Linked DNA regions of Sus scrofa: region 2 is linked to region 1. The links are chromatin contacts, called in public Hi-C maps. All regions are on one chromosome and are shown on one strand. The core of a region is the stretch at or near the end of the contact, and the rest is flanking DNA. Distances in the headings are between cores, read along the strand shown. Region 1 has its middle 64 kb from the start of DCBLD2. Region 2 has its middle 15 kb from the start of CPOX.

Region 1 (7,224 bases), core at 3,248-5,747:
CATGTTAAAGAAAATATTTTCACTTGAGTGTTTTATCTCACTATTAACAAGAATGATTATGAAATGAACATCATTCTTTCCTCTGAGGAATTCTCTCCTTGGACATTGCTGGCTGCAGGATGTGGCCTTAGATGGACAAATATGACCTTGTGATCCTTCTGCTAATGGGGACCTTTGAGGAAGATTAAGCAGATTTTTCCAAACAACTGGTTTAGAGACATTGAGGTAAATAAAATGGACTCACTGCTCTGCCTTAACCTTGGCACCAACTTGTCTTTGAAACCATGAGTCAGCTTCCTCTTAGCAAGTGAAAATGCTCTTAAAACAACTCATTACTCAATGACTCAGAAAGAATTCTAAACTGGTGACAATGTTTTCCAATATTTTGTGAAGGTGACAAGTTTCTCTGATTTTCCCCAAGTTCTAGGGAACTTTACTAATTATTCATCTTATTGTTCATAGGTAGTGGTCTGGCATAGGTTTTTTGTTTTTTTGTTTTTTGTTTTTTTTGATGTTGTGATGTTGTGTTAGAGGTGAGTTTCTAGTGATCAAGGCCAAGCCACATGGGTCTACAGATTCCTTGATGAACTGAATCATTGGTTGAATTTAAAACAAAGGAACTCCCCAAACTCTGATTTGCTTTAGCTCATTAGATTTTTTTTTTAATTTTATTGGAAATAAGATGAAGCAAGAATTTAGTACTAAAACTTTCAATATGAGGAAATGTGTTGACTGACCTGTTATTTAAACTGGAAAGGGGAGTTTCCGTCATGGCGCAGTGGTTAACAAATCCAACTAGGAAGCATGAGGTTCAATATCTGGCCTTGCTCAGTGGGTTAAGGATCCAGCATTGCCGTGAGCTGTGGTGTAGGTCGCAGATGCGGCTTGGATCTGGCGTTGCTGTGGCTCTGGCGTAGGCTGGCAACTGCAGCTCCGATTAGACCCCTAGCCTGGGAACCTCCATGTGCCGCGCGTGAGGCCCTAGAAAGGACAAAAAGACAAAAAGCCAAACAAACAAACAAACAAACAAAAACTTGGAAAGAAATATAAATGGTAGAGACAGTTCAACTCACTAAACCCCCACCCCCCCACACACATAGGCACATACACAAAGGCACACACAAACAACTTTCCTAAGGAAAATAAGAGGTTTTGAGGTGACGTAATTATTCTGTGTGGATAAGTAAAATTTATTTTGCCTATCTCGTTTTTTGCATTTAACAGATTATTTCATTGGAATCCTGATATAATTTGGATAGTTGTAGGTTTTATAGGCAAGTGGAATAGGTGGTGGTATGATGTAAATCATTTCATTTTTATAAAAATAAGTAACTTTGCTAATCAATTTTTATGCATACACATAATTGATAAGCAAAAGACATCTGGTATTATATATTACACTCATCAAAATGATAGTCTAGGCAAAGACAACCCCCAGGAGATTCTATAAAGGTGATGCAGTGTCCCAGCAAGTCACAAAGTCAGAGTGATGGTGGAGTTAGGGAGTGGTGGCATTTGGCAATCCAGTAAGCTAAGCGAACTGTACCACTGTCAAAAATTTGCAGTAGGATGCTCAAGGACAGGAATTAACATCTATGAATGAATTTCCAAGAGTGAAAAAGGGAGGGCCCTGAGTCCTAGAAGAGCTACAATTCTGGGAAGGTAACCAACAGGGATCAGAGCAGGGACAAAGTCATGAAAATAGTGGTGACTGGGTTTCAGGAACAAGGCAGAAGTTCAGTTCACTTAGTCAGCCGGTCAGTCAGCAAACATGTTTTGAATGACTACTGTGTGCCATCAATATACTAGGTTCTGAGGGTACAAAGGAAGATAAGACATGGTTGCTGTCCTCTAATTCCTTACAGTTAGAGATGGGAATGCAAGTGTATGACCCAGCTAAGAGCAAGTATCACAGGATGATGGGTGCTAAAACAGAACTGGCATTATTTATGTCTTTTCTGCCGTATGTCAGGATTGGTCTCTTATATTGGGAGTAAGGGGCGGAGTCTTCAGGTAGGGATCAAGTAATTCTATCTCTAAGGAAAAGTAAGCTATAGAGGTCAGGAAGGGTCAGGCCTGCCTCTCCTGAGACAGGAACATAAAGATGGATCAAAAAGAGCAGATAGTGAGCTGTGAATGGAGTTAGAGTTTTCCTTTACTCTCAGCAAACGGTGGGCTTCACACATTTTAATTAATCTGAATATCAAAGAGTTTCAAGGAGGAAATTACGTAGGAATAAAACAATTCATTTGAGGAATTGCTACTGTGGCACGGTGGGTTAAGAATCTGACTGCAGCGGTTCTGGTTGCTGTGGAGGCATGGGTTCAAATCCAGCCCGATGCAGTGGGCTAAAGAATCTGGTGTTGGTGCAACTACAATGAATGGTTGCAGCTGAGGCTTAGAGTCAGTCCCTGGCCAGGGATATGCCACAGGTGCAGCCATTTAAAGAAAGAAGGAAGGAAAGAAAGAAAGAAAAAGTCATTTGAATTTGAGGGGAAGTGATCCAAAGAAAGATAGGTATGATAAATCATGTTTTCCCTCTGTTTGCTCATTCCTCTAGAAAGGGAAATCTTGATGATTTATTTTATCACCTAAGTGATCCTTTAATAATTAACATCCACATGTAATTTCTTTGTGTATTTCTTCACACTACTTTGTTGATATCTACTGTTTACATTAACCCTAAGGGTGCAACCAAAACAAATTTGTCATTTCACATGTGACAGGATCCTATAACAAAACAATGTAACAAATATAAACAAATTTCTCTATTCCAGTTTGCCAAATATTGAGCTTAGTTCTTTGGCAAGAGGTCTGTTAGGTTACCTGTGATGATAGGAATCAACCCTGGCCTAGGAATCAGGAAATTAAGGATCAATCCTGCCTTCCCCCATTTTTTTGCAGGGTGACCTTATCTACTTTGCCTTCCACATCTGTAAAATGCTTAGGTCATGCATATGTTACAAGTTTTAAATGAAATGAGGATGGCATAAATAGAAATGCTTCAGCTTGTGATCTATTACCTCCTTCAAACATCATTCCTACACCATTCCTCTGAGTACCCTCACCTTCAGCAAAACGAACAAAATGAATGGAATTTTCTCTCTTACATTGAAGAAAGGAGCCCTTCTGTTTTCATTCAGAATCTCTTAGGTTGTCTCCTACTATGCAGAAACCAGTAAATGAAGATAAAAAGTGTTCTCTTCTTTCTTGTTTCCTTGATGTGTGTGCTTCAGGCTGGTTGAGCTGGTTGCCTCTTTCCAGCATGTAGCCTTAGCCAAAATTCAACAGTATGTGAGGTTGCTGTTGGTTTATCTGTTTCCTAGCAGTTTGGACAGATCAGAGAGAGGTGGTTCTAGTAGAATACCTTCCTTTTGAGTCAGTAACTTATTTGGGGGGCTTCTATGCTGAAATTAGTGCTTCTGTCAGATATAGCTAAAAACAAATGTTAAAAGTCTAGAGTGGGAGTTCCCGTCGTGGCACAGTGGTTAACGAATCTAACTAGGAACCATGAGGTTGCGGGTTCAATCTCTGGCTTTGCTCAGTGGGTTGAGGATCTGGCGTTGTCATGAGCTGTGGTGTAGGTCGTGGACTCGGCTTGGATCTGGCATTGCTGTGGCTCTGGCGTAGGCCGGTGGCTACAGATCCTATTAGATCCCTAGCCTGGGAACCTCCATATGCAGCGGGAAGGGGCCCCGGAAAAGTCAAAAAGACAAATAAATAAATAAATAAATGTCTCTTTTTTTAAAAAAAAGTCTAGAATGATTTCAGTTTATTACAAGTAACTGAGGGACTAATGGGTTGTTCTCCATCAATTCCTTTGCAGCACCCTGATCTGATTAGATAAATTGATTATTCTTTTTGTGTGCTTTTGAAGTAGCAATGATTTTTGTTGAAATATGCCTTTCTTATTACATTTAATCCTTAATAAATATATATCGTTAACAACAAAGGCAAATAACATTTATTGAAGATAAACAATGATTTTTACATGTCATCAATCTTATTAGTTCCACTGTAGATAAGTAATAAAAGTTTGGAAAGGTTATGTAAATTAATCAAGTCAAACCATTAATATTTTTCCTGTCAGGATTCAAGCCCAGATCTTTCTGACCTTGAAATGCAGCTTCTTCTAATGAGAAGAATAAATATTGAAAATTAAAAAAAGAACAATAATTAAATACATATATATAAATAACTAAAAATAATGCCTTGAGGCAAACTTCAAGTTGTAACTTGCCAAAGTCAAATTCTACTTGTTTTTCATGTTTAAGTGAGAAGATATTTTTGTCTCTTGGGGTTAGCACATATTTAGTACTTGATAACATATAATAAGTGAAAGAATGGGTCACAGTTGCACTAGGAAAGAGCTTTGTGTGTGCCTTTCAGAGAGACACTGGAGAGCTCTTTTGGAGCATTTGTACAGTTGTGGTGGCTCTATAGCTGACCACTCATGACTCCTCTGTGGGAAAGGGAGGTGGTTTCCTCTAAGAAGGAGGCTGGGTAATAAGGCCACAGAGGTTTGCTGATACATTTTCTAGGCATGACTTAATGGTCTCTTTAGGAAGTTATTTTGTGGCTTCATAAATAAGATGTTTCTCAGTGTGTCACTGCTACGCACCGTAATCTCTTCCGGTGGAGTTGATGGCTTCCTGATCTGTAGTGAGGGCAATTATTCCCTCGCTGCCAACCCTGATTCAGTATCACTTGACTTGAGTAATGAGCAGAGCAAATAACAATACCTGGAAATCAATTTTTGCAAGGTGTAGGATATCACTAATATTTTGTTTCTGAATAATTGGGGGTATGTGAGATTATCTGAGCATTCTCAGGAATAATTGTCACTACTATCTGCAGGATTAACAGGTGGATGAAAGCTAAAGTATTCTTTTTGCATAGGAGTCACATAATTTCTTTTGTAAGTAGTTTTTTCCCAATAATAAGATAATATATTGGTATTAGAGAATATTACATTGTAAAGAAATGTTGAAAGAAGAGAAAGATGTCGTTTACAATTCCACCAACATAATAAAACAGCTATTGCTAACATTTTGTTGAATTTCCTCCTGGTCTTAGCATTTTTAGTCTTGGCAGCCAAGGTAACACTAACACATAATTTGTACCCCCTTTCTTGGCTCTTCACTTAATATTATTTGAACATTTTCCTAACTTATTAAAAATGCAAAAAATATTCTAAAGGGATTTTAGTTTAATACCATAATTATTTTCAATGCTATTATAAAGCCTTCTAAGTGTATATACATAATGGTTTTGTAATATTTTCTCCTATAAACCAGTCATAATTGTCCAAGGTCACATACCTGATTATTCCCAGAACTAAGACTAGAAACAATTTTCCCTTATTAATCCAAGAGTATAATCCAATCAGTTTTTTTTTTCACATTCTCAGATGAAGGATAATATTAAAAGTAGAAGTGGGATTTTGATTAAAACTAAACCTATTCACTCTTAAAAACGTTTCATGTCCTGTATATTCCATCATTTTTTTATGCTCCCAGAAGAACATTTTGTTTTGAAGGAGTTAAAAGAATTCAGGGAAAGAACAATGCCAGCAGTGCACTCTAATAGGATTTATTTTGCCGGTTAAATAATACATCACCTTCGTGTCTGTACCAGATGGAATATAAGCAGATTTTAAGTGACAAATGATATAATATTATGGCATCTACAATAGGTTTGTGGGACTTGGTTATGCTGTGGGTTTAATTATAACAATTTGATCTATAGTTTGAGCATGAACATTGAGATTCTTTCCCCCTCTGCCAAACTTTCCTTGACATTTTTTATAGATGAAGAAATAGGAATGTGGAAGTATAATCGTTTGTCTGAGGTCACAGAGGGAGATGATTGCACAGCTGGAATGTAAGCCTTGTATGTGACTAAAACCTTGGCTTTGTCCCTCGGGCCAGCCAGACACATAAAGCTTTTTTCTTTCCCAGCAATGACTTTGAGTACCAGCTTTCAGACACTGGCATTGAATCTAAGCTTTGTGGTCAGTATTTAGCAGGAGAATAAGGGGAGGAATTACTTATATTTTGGCATTCATTAGCATGCAAATAAATCCTTTCTCTGCCTTGTGGAAGGGTCTGAAATTATCACATATACAATATATCTTTTATCGGTGGCCTTGAATACAAACGTTGCTTTGAAGAATCCACATTTAGAGGCCTTCTCCAAACATTTACAGTGCTTCTTTTTCTTAGGATTAAACTTTTATCTACTGTCATTTTTAAGAAAAGGAAAATTATTAATTAATTTATTCATTATTTATATCTCTCCAGTATCCCCCAAATGTTTGGATATGTATGTATACAATATCGCTTTAGAATTAAGCAGAAAATTGTAATTACCAAAAGAGAGTTTGTATCTATTATAGACCTGGATCAGTCTATTGCTAAGGTTTCTACTACAGATGCAAGAGAAAAGTGTTCTGGTACTTCCTGTTTAATTGTGCCAGCCAAGATTAAATGGAGGAATACAGGGGAAAACATGGTAAAACAAGAAAAAATGTAAAGAGAATTTTTGCAACTCAAAATAGCCTTATAAACAGGGACAAGCCTGTTTTATTCCAAAGAAGAGCCCCAAATTTGGGTTTTAGACACAAACAAGCAAGCAAGCAACCTACCAAGACAACATTATAACCCTCACACATCCTATTCACATGAGTATATGACTGATCTTTTTTTTTTTTTCTTTTTTTTTTAGTTCTGAGTTTTTAGCAGTCCAGGCTATCAGAAAGGACCACTTGAATCTCATTTGTTTAATGGAAATATAAGATCATTTCAAGTGTGATAGCATTTTTTCTGTATTAACATTTAAAAGAAATTTATTCCAAGTGATCTTAAATAAAGGGCATTAGAATTGTCTACAGGCTATGGCTACTGTTGTTTGAAGTCTAGGGAATGATTTGAAGGTATAAGATGTTTGTTGGCTGAGAAATTATTAGCTGATACCACTGGGTGTTATGCTATATACTGCAGGCAATAGGATTTGAGAATGTTTACTAATATACTAAACAGTGAAGAGAACTGCTGATTCTAAATTTCAAAACTCTTTAGCAGTGGTAAGCTGACTTGGAATTCTTAAAATTATTATTGATCTTATATTTTTCTCTCCAGCTGCACATTTTCACTGACTTGCAAAAAGTTCTTTATATACTAAAGATATCAACCTCTGCTATTTTCTAAATTCATTTTTGCTTAT
Region 2 (6,809 bases), core at 582-3,081, 320 kb before region 1:
GAGGTTCTAGAAGAAGAAAATCTGTTTCCTTGCCATTTTCAGATTCCTGAAACCACCCACATTCCCCAGTCTGCATCAGATTTTGGCTCCTTCCATCATCTTCAAAGCCAGCAATATTCTATCTCCCTGACTATAATTCCCTAATTAAGTCTCCTTTTGGCCACAGCTTGGAAAGATTCTATATTAGGGTTCCATCTGGTTGGGCTGGGCCCACTCAGACATACCAGGATAAACTGTTCATCTCAGAGTCACATCTGTATAGTTCCCTTTGCCATGGAGGCTAACATATTATGAGGTTCCAGGGACTAAGACAAGGATATTTTTGCAGGGCCATTGTTCTCCCAACATAGCCAACTAGATACCCTATGAAACAAGTAAGAAATTTTCCCTTACCACTCACCACACACAGAATCAATTCCAGATGGGCTACAACTCTCAATACCAGAGTTTAAAAATTAAGTTTTTGGAAGAGAATATAGAAGAACATCTTTCTGATTTTGGGGTAGTGAAGGGTTTCATGACCAAGACACAAAAAATACTTAAGATTGAGAAATTTATCTAAATGAAAATCAAGAACTTCTTTTAATCAAAAGAGCCTAGACAAATACCATATGATATCCCTTATATTTGGAATCTAATATATGGCACAAATGAACCTTTCCATGGAAAAGAAAATCATGGACTTGGAGAATAGACTTGTGGTTGCAAGGGGGAGGGGGAGGGAGTGGGATGGATTGGGTGCTTGGAGTTAACTATTGCTTTTGGAATGGATTAGCAATGAGATCCTGCTGTATAGCACTGAAAACTATGTCTAGTCACTTGCTAATGGGAGAAAAAAGAATGTATACATGTATGTGTAACTGGGTCACCATGATGTACAGTAGAAAAAAAATGTATTGGGGAAATAACAATAAAAAAATAAATAAATAAGAGTAAAATGCAAGCCACAGAGAGGGAGAAGATATGTAGAACATGCATAGTCAATGAAGGGCTGTGTCAAAGTTTGGATTCCCCCGAAGCAGAGCCTAAGGAAAAGGCTTGGCTAGAGGAGCTTGTATGTGTGTTATGCTTCGCAGTAAAACAAGTTAACCACAACAAAGTCTTATTGTAATAGCTAATATTTATTCAATGTTTTCTATGGGCATTGCTCTGTTCTAAGCATTTCATGTAAAGCAACTCAGTTAAAGCTTGAAACATGCCCAAGAAGTAAGTACCTTTATAACCCCCACTGGGGAGGAAGCTGAGTTACAGTGTAGTTAATGTCCTGAAGCTACTAGGTGTGGTTTGTTATGGCAGGAATTGTCTGTTTTGTTTACTGCTCCATTCCCAGGGCCTAGAAGAGTGCCTCAATTAAATAAAGTGGCAAAACAGGATTCAAACCCATGCTGCCTTTTGTAAAGCATACATTCTTAACAATACAGCTCATAATGTTATTCATTTAAAGTCTCCTATTCTGGTCCAGTTTGTGAGAATGAAGATAATAAAAGTATAGGAAAATAATTTTTTTTTAATTTTAAAAATACATTTTTATTTTAAAAAATAAAAATAAATTATAAAATGTTATCCATTAATCTAGATTTCTTAGAGGAAAAGGGCATGGGAAAAAAACAAAGGCCTGAGGAATGTTTTAAAATACTTTTTGTCCCTACAAGTTTTGTTTAAGATCATATTCCCATCATTCCAGCCAGCATTTTAGCTTTTGCCAATGAACTTCACAGATCACAGACACCCACTTTCATAACTCTTCTCCCAACACCTGAGACTAATCCCTGCATGACCCTCTCCCAGCTGAAACACATGTTCATGTTGGCTCTTAGTTCAGCAGTCCTGTTTCTAGCCACTGAATCATATAATGCTGAAATCCAAAACCAAACACATGTTCCTCTAAGAAACAGCCAAGGCTTTCACACTAAATACCAAGCATTTTTCCCCAGCAGTCCAGGAGTTCTAGCACTTTAAGATGCAAACCAAGAATTGTCCAGACCACAGATCATTGTTTAGAAGTTTTGGGTTGCTATTCTTAGTGGTGGTGGTGGTGATGTGTGTGTGTGTGTGTGTGTGTGTGTGTGTGTGTGTGTGTGTGTGTGTGTTTGAAACCAGTGTTGAAAAGTTCATGCAATTGTCTGCTCTTATTTTAAGAAGAACAATTTCATATAATCGAATCTCTTTTAGAGATCATAATTTCCCTTCTGTTGGATGATGGCCAGGCTGTTTTGGTGGGCAAGGGGAATATACAAAAGTAGGATTCTTTTTTTTTTTTTTTCATTGAAACATGCATTTAAGTGAACCACAACAAACCAACATTTGTCAATTAAAGCTATGGTAATGGCTTTTACAGTGACTTGAGATACAAGTTTTCTACACTTGTGATTATGTCTCCAGAGAAACGATGTAGTCTAAAGCGGATGCAGTCTAGCGTACTAATGTATTCTTATTGCTTGTGCATTTTATTTTCTGTGAAATATATTTGTTTATATATCCATTATCATATGAAGTCACAATGCATGTTTATTACTATTTCCTTGAGTCTATTAAAGTAAACGATTATTATTTTCCTTAGAGTTCATATATAAAAACTGTATTTATTTTGAAGGCTATAATTTCATATACTATTACTAGAATTATATGTAATAAAGTTCCAGCCTATAGGGAACAATTTAGAAATAATAGGTATATCTGAAGAATTAGAGAAGAAATTTCATATATCATACTGTACCCAGAATTATTTGGTGTGATATATTATTTTATAATATGTTGATATTATAAAATATGAAATTCTATATTTTGTATACTATATTTTCATTTTTTCAATATGAGCCCATAAGTATTACTAAATGTATTTTAAATATTTGTATCCTTATAGGTCTTTTCATAGTCTTACATAAATAAATCAGAAAAAAAAGCATTTATATGAATCCAGTGGGATGAATGACACATTAGAAAAAGCCTGGATTTTTGGAGTCAAACGGAGAGGAGTTCAAAATTCACTTTGCTGCTAATTAGCTGTATGACTGTAGGTATGTGACTTAACCTCTCTTAGATCTTGCTTTTCCCATAGCTAAGAACCTTGTTTTGCAGGGTTGTTGTAAAGGATTTTTATCCATCCATTTCATCAACATTTAAGCATTTCTAAATCCTATTACTTTATAACATAAATATTGAAATAAATGAAACTATCCTTCATTCAGTTATGCAATAGTTCACCAATATCTGAAAATGTAGCACCAGAATTAAATACAAATATAACAAAAATGTTAAACAAAAAGCTCCCAAGTCTTTGTTTACCTTTCTTACCATATAGCACAAATCAGCTACTTTGGGAAGTGTTAGATGTGTGTTGAATGGTGGACCCTGAGAACAGAGTCATTGCAGTTACAAGAGAACTAGTTATTTCCTGTGATCTGGTCATGAAAATGGCTTACTGAAAACTGAACTGCAGCCATGGGGCTTCAGAAGAGGCCCACCTCCACTATCTTTCACCACACCAAAAAGGTCTGGTTGGACCCAAAGTTGACCAGTGAAATCACCATTGTCAACTCCCAGCAGTAGGTTTGGAAGCTGATCTAAAATGGGTCGATCATCTGGAAGTCTGTGACTGTCTATTCTCAGGCTGAAGGCTGGGAAAACACCTTGGCCTGTCTTGAGGGCAAGCATGGGGACATAGCGTGCAAAATGTACTATCCACACTCAATGTTGCTGAGAAGGTAGCCTGGATGAGAATTCTGCCATGGCTGCTCAGTAGATACCATGAATATAAGACCACTGCTGAATATACAACAGCCTGAATGTGAAACAAACAACCCCAAAACAGACAAGCCCAGCAAGAAGCTGCTGGCAGACCAGACCGAGACCTGCAGGTCTAAAATCAAGGGAGCACCTTGAGGAGCAACTCCAGGCCAAGCAAGAGGAGATTCTGAGGAATGAGACCAAGAGCTAAAATTCCTTATCTCTTCTCTGTACATAGTGGCCTCTGCAATTGTATAGATCCAACATCCAATAGAACAGGTCTTTATCTGTCTGAGGGCAAAACAGTGAATAGAATTTATTTTGCCTTCAGCTCTTTGGTCATACTGCACTTTCAACCAATTAAAAACATAAGTCTTTTTTATATGAACTGCTGTTCAATAGGATCTTCCTCGGTTTATGAGTTATCAATTCACTGAACTGAAATATAGAATTTTATACTCATCTTTAGTTATGTTTCATTATGTTAGCTTCAGTCAATTGGGTTTAACCAGATGAGTTCTCTTGGCCTTTGGTATGTCATCATGTATGTCCAGATTTATGATTTTTGTAAGTTTGATTAGAGCATAAAATTCTGTTCATCCAAATTGTTGACTTCAGAAAGATAAATTGGAAAGAAGATAAAGTGGAGTTTAATGCCTTGTAACATGTCACCAAGCCTTGTGCTACGTTGTTCCCAATCCAATAAAATCTACCTTTGATTTTCAGATGCCAATTGGTGTAAATATACATATTATCACCTAGTGCAATCTGAACTTTCTCCACCAAGATATAAAACTCTTCAGTTGTATTTTGGCATTTCTCTCCAATATTCTTTAAACATTGCCAATACTACTTCCTAAGTCATTTCCAGAGGACATTATTCCAATCAAAGAATAAAATTCACCTAGATCTGGACATGACCCCTGATTTAAATTACCTAGGTACACTTTGATTTCTTAACAGTCTATTTGGATTTGCCTCTGCTTCCTACTTCCCTGCTACTACTATTAACATTTGAGATTTTGTTTGTTTGTTTGTTTGTTTTTGTCTTTTGTCTTTTGTTGTTGTTGTTGCTATTTCTTGGGCTGCTCCTGCGGCATATGGAGGTTCCCAGGCTAGGGGTTGAATCGGAGATGTAGCCACCGGCCTACGCCAGAGCCACAGCAACGCGGGATCTGAGCTGCGTCTGCAACCTACACCACAGCTCATGGCAACGCCGGATCGTTAACCCACTGAGCAAGGGCAGGGACCGAACCCGCAACCTCATGGTTCTTAGTCGGATTCGTTAACCACTGCGCCACGACGGGAACTCCTGAGATTTTTGTTTGACATGTCTTTCTCTTTGATATAACATTTTAGTTGCTCTGCTTTCTCTCTGTCCTTGTCTAACATTGCACTTTTTGTCCCATTAGTATGTGTTTCTTTCTCAACTTTGTTCTTTTTTGTCAAAAACATCTCCATCTCCTAACCCTACCATGTATTTCCCTCCTCAAAAACTCTTCTTGCTGGTGTAAGCTTTAAATTTATATTTATGCTCATGATACCTAACACATTTCCTATTTCTTTTACATTTTTACCTCTTCCCCCACACATCTGTCTTCCATCTTTTTATGTTTCTCCACTGACTTATTCACTTGCAGTGAATGGATATCTATTGACAACCCACAGTGTCCTGGTTTGTGCTTGATGGTGGCAATCCCAAGCCATGATCCAGCAACTGCCTTCAAGGAGCTCATGAACTAGTACAGAATACATAGAGGTAAGCAAGTAGTTGCAAATGTGGGCGAAGAATTTCTACACAGCCAAGGAGCACAAAGATGTGGATCCCAAACCCAGACTGTGAAAATCAGAAAGTATCTTCTGGAAGATATGATAGCCATGCTAAGTCTGGACTGCAGGACATGTGTGCAGGCACATGGATTTCTGTGGATGTCATCTTTCTTATTTTCATCAGAATCACTTCCAATATCTTAGCTTTTAAGATTTCCCATTGAACTACCTTTACTCTTTCATTCATAAACATTTTAAAGGACCCACTCAGTGCCAAGATGAATTATATTCCATCTTTTCTTTTAAAGATTTATTTTAAAGACTCAATGAATTCTCTGCTTTCTCCCTCTGCCATGATTTTTGGGAACTTTTGGAATCTGCTTTTCCAAAATGCAAAGCACTCACTTGGCTCTGCTCACTTGTTCTTTGTTGACTGCCAATGACTTTGAACTTTTAGGGTTCTTTATACTTTGAAACTGTTCAGACAATGTAATTTATTGAGTGCTTTTTTTTTTTTAATGAATGAGACCCTTGCCTCATGAAGCTTATAAACTAATAAAGGAAACATACACAAAGAACACAATAAAGAAGATAATAAATGCTCTGCTAAAGATATTTTATATTTAAAGATGAGAATTTCTTGGTCAGAATTAGATTGAGAAGAAAACACCCTTGTTTCTTCCGTAATCATGAGAGAGTTAAGTGAATTAACACCATAGTGCCAGAAAGTTAGTATTCAATTTAAAGAAGTTTTTTGAGAAGGGTTGCATATAATTTTTTAAGTGTTTTTGTGTTTTTAGAAGATTCCTGGGAAGAGGGTACTAGTCTGATCATGTCCAATAATTCAAAAGTCAGTTCATCAGGTTAATAAAATCTAATAGTGGCATTATGGATGAAATTAGGTTTTAATATGTTTATTGGAACTACAATGTTAACCATGGGTTTTTAGTTTCTATATATATATCTGCAATTTTGGAAGGCAGCTATGCTCACCATTGCAGCATAAATGCCACCTATTTCTGTAATTTTGAAATACTTTTTTGTAACGATCATGCATTACTTTTTTAATTAGAAAAAAAAAATGTTCATGCATACATACGTGGAGCCCCTACAATGAAAGACAGTGTGTTAATTCTCTAGAAAGATATCTGTTAAGTTCCTTTTTCAAAATGAAAAACATACATATATATATGTATATATTATAATTGTAAAAGTTTGAAAAATATGGAAGATAAAGAAAAAAATTACCTATAAAGCTGCTACTTTAACTCAACTGTTATTGATGTTTCTTTTCTTTTTTTCTTTATATTGGT

What was found. Hi-C and Micro-C count contacts between places; a contact is called where the count stands out from the background.
Region 2: a contact with region 1 is called in a Hi-C map of embryonic fibroblasts, with 2.9 times the contacts expected there. The contact joins two enhancer-like sites. A contact is called at or near these places in 21 of 47 Hi-C or Micro-C datasets (adipocytes, alveolar macrophages, embryonic fibroblasts and 14 more) and 2 of 2 datasets of contacts at active chromatin or transcription factors (alveolar macrophages and skeletal muscle).

The regions. Positions count from the first base shown.
Region 1 is chr13:159,995,999-160,003,222 of Sscrofa11.1, reverse strand. No RefSeq gene overlaps it. Among named protein-coding and RNA genes, the nearest start is that of DCBLD2, 64 kb to the left of the region's middle. Within about 2 kb of position 4,497, at least 12 of the 83 cell types and tissues checked have an H3K27ac peak or open chromatin away from gene starts, as enhancers often do. A contact at or near this core is called in embryonic fibroblasts, where this site is marked.
Region 2 is chr13:160,313,938-160,320,746 of Sscrofa11.1, reverse strand. No RefSeq gene overlaps it. Among named protein-coding and RNA genes, the nearest start is that of CPOX, 15 kb to the left of the region's middle. Within about 2 kb of position 1,831, at least 6 of the 83 cell types and tissues checked have an H3K27ac peak or open chromatin away from gene starts, as enhancers often do. A contact at or near this core is called in embryonic fibroblasts, where this site is marked.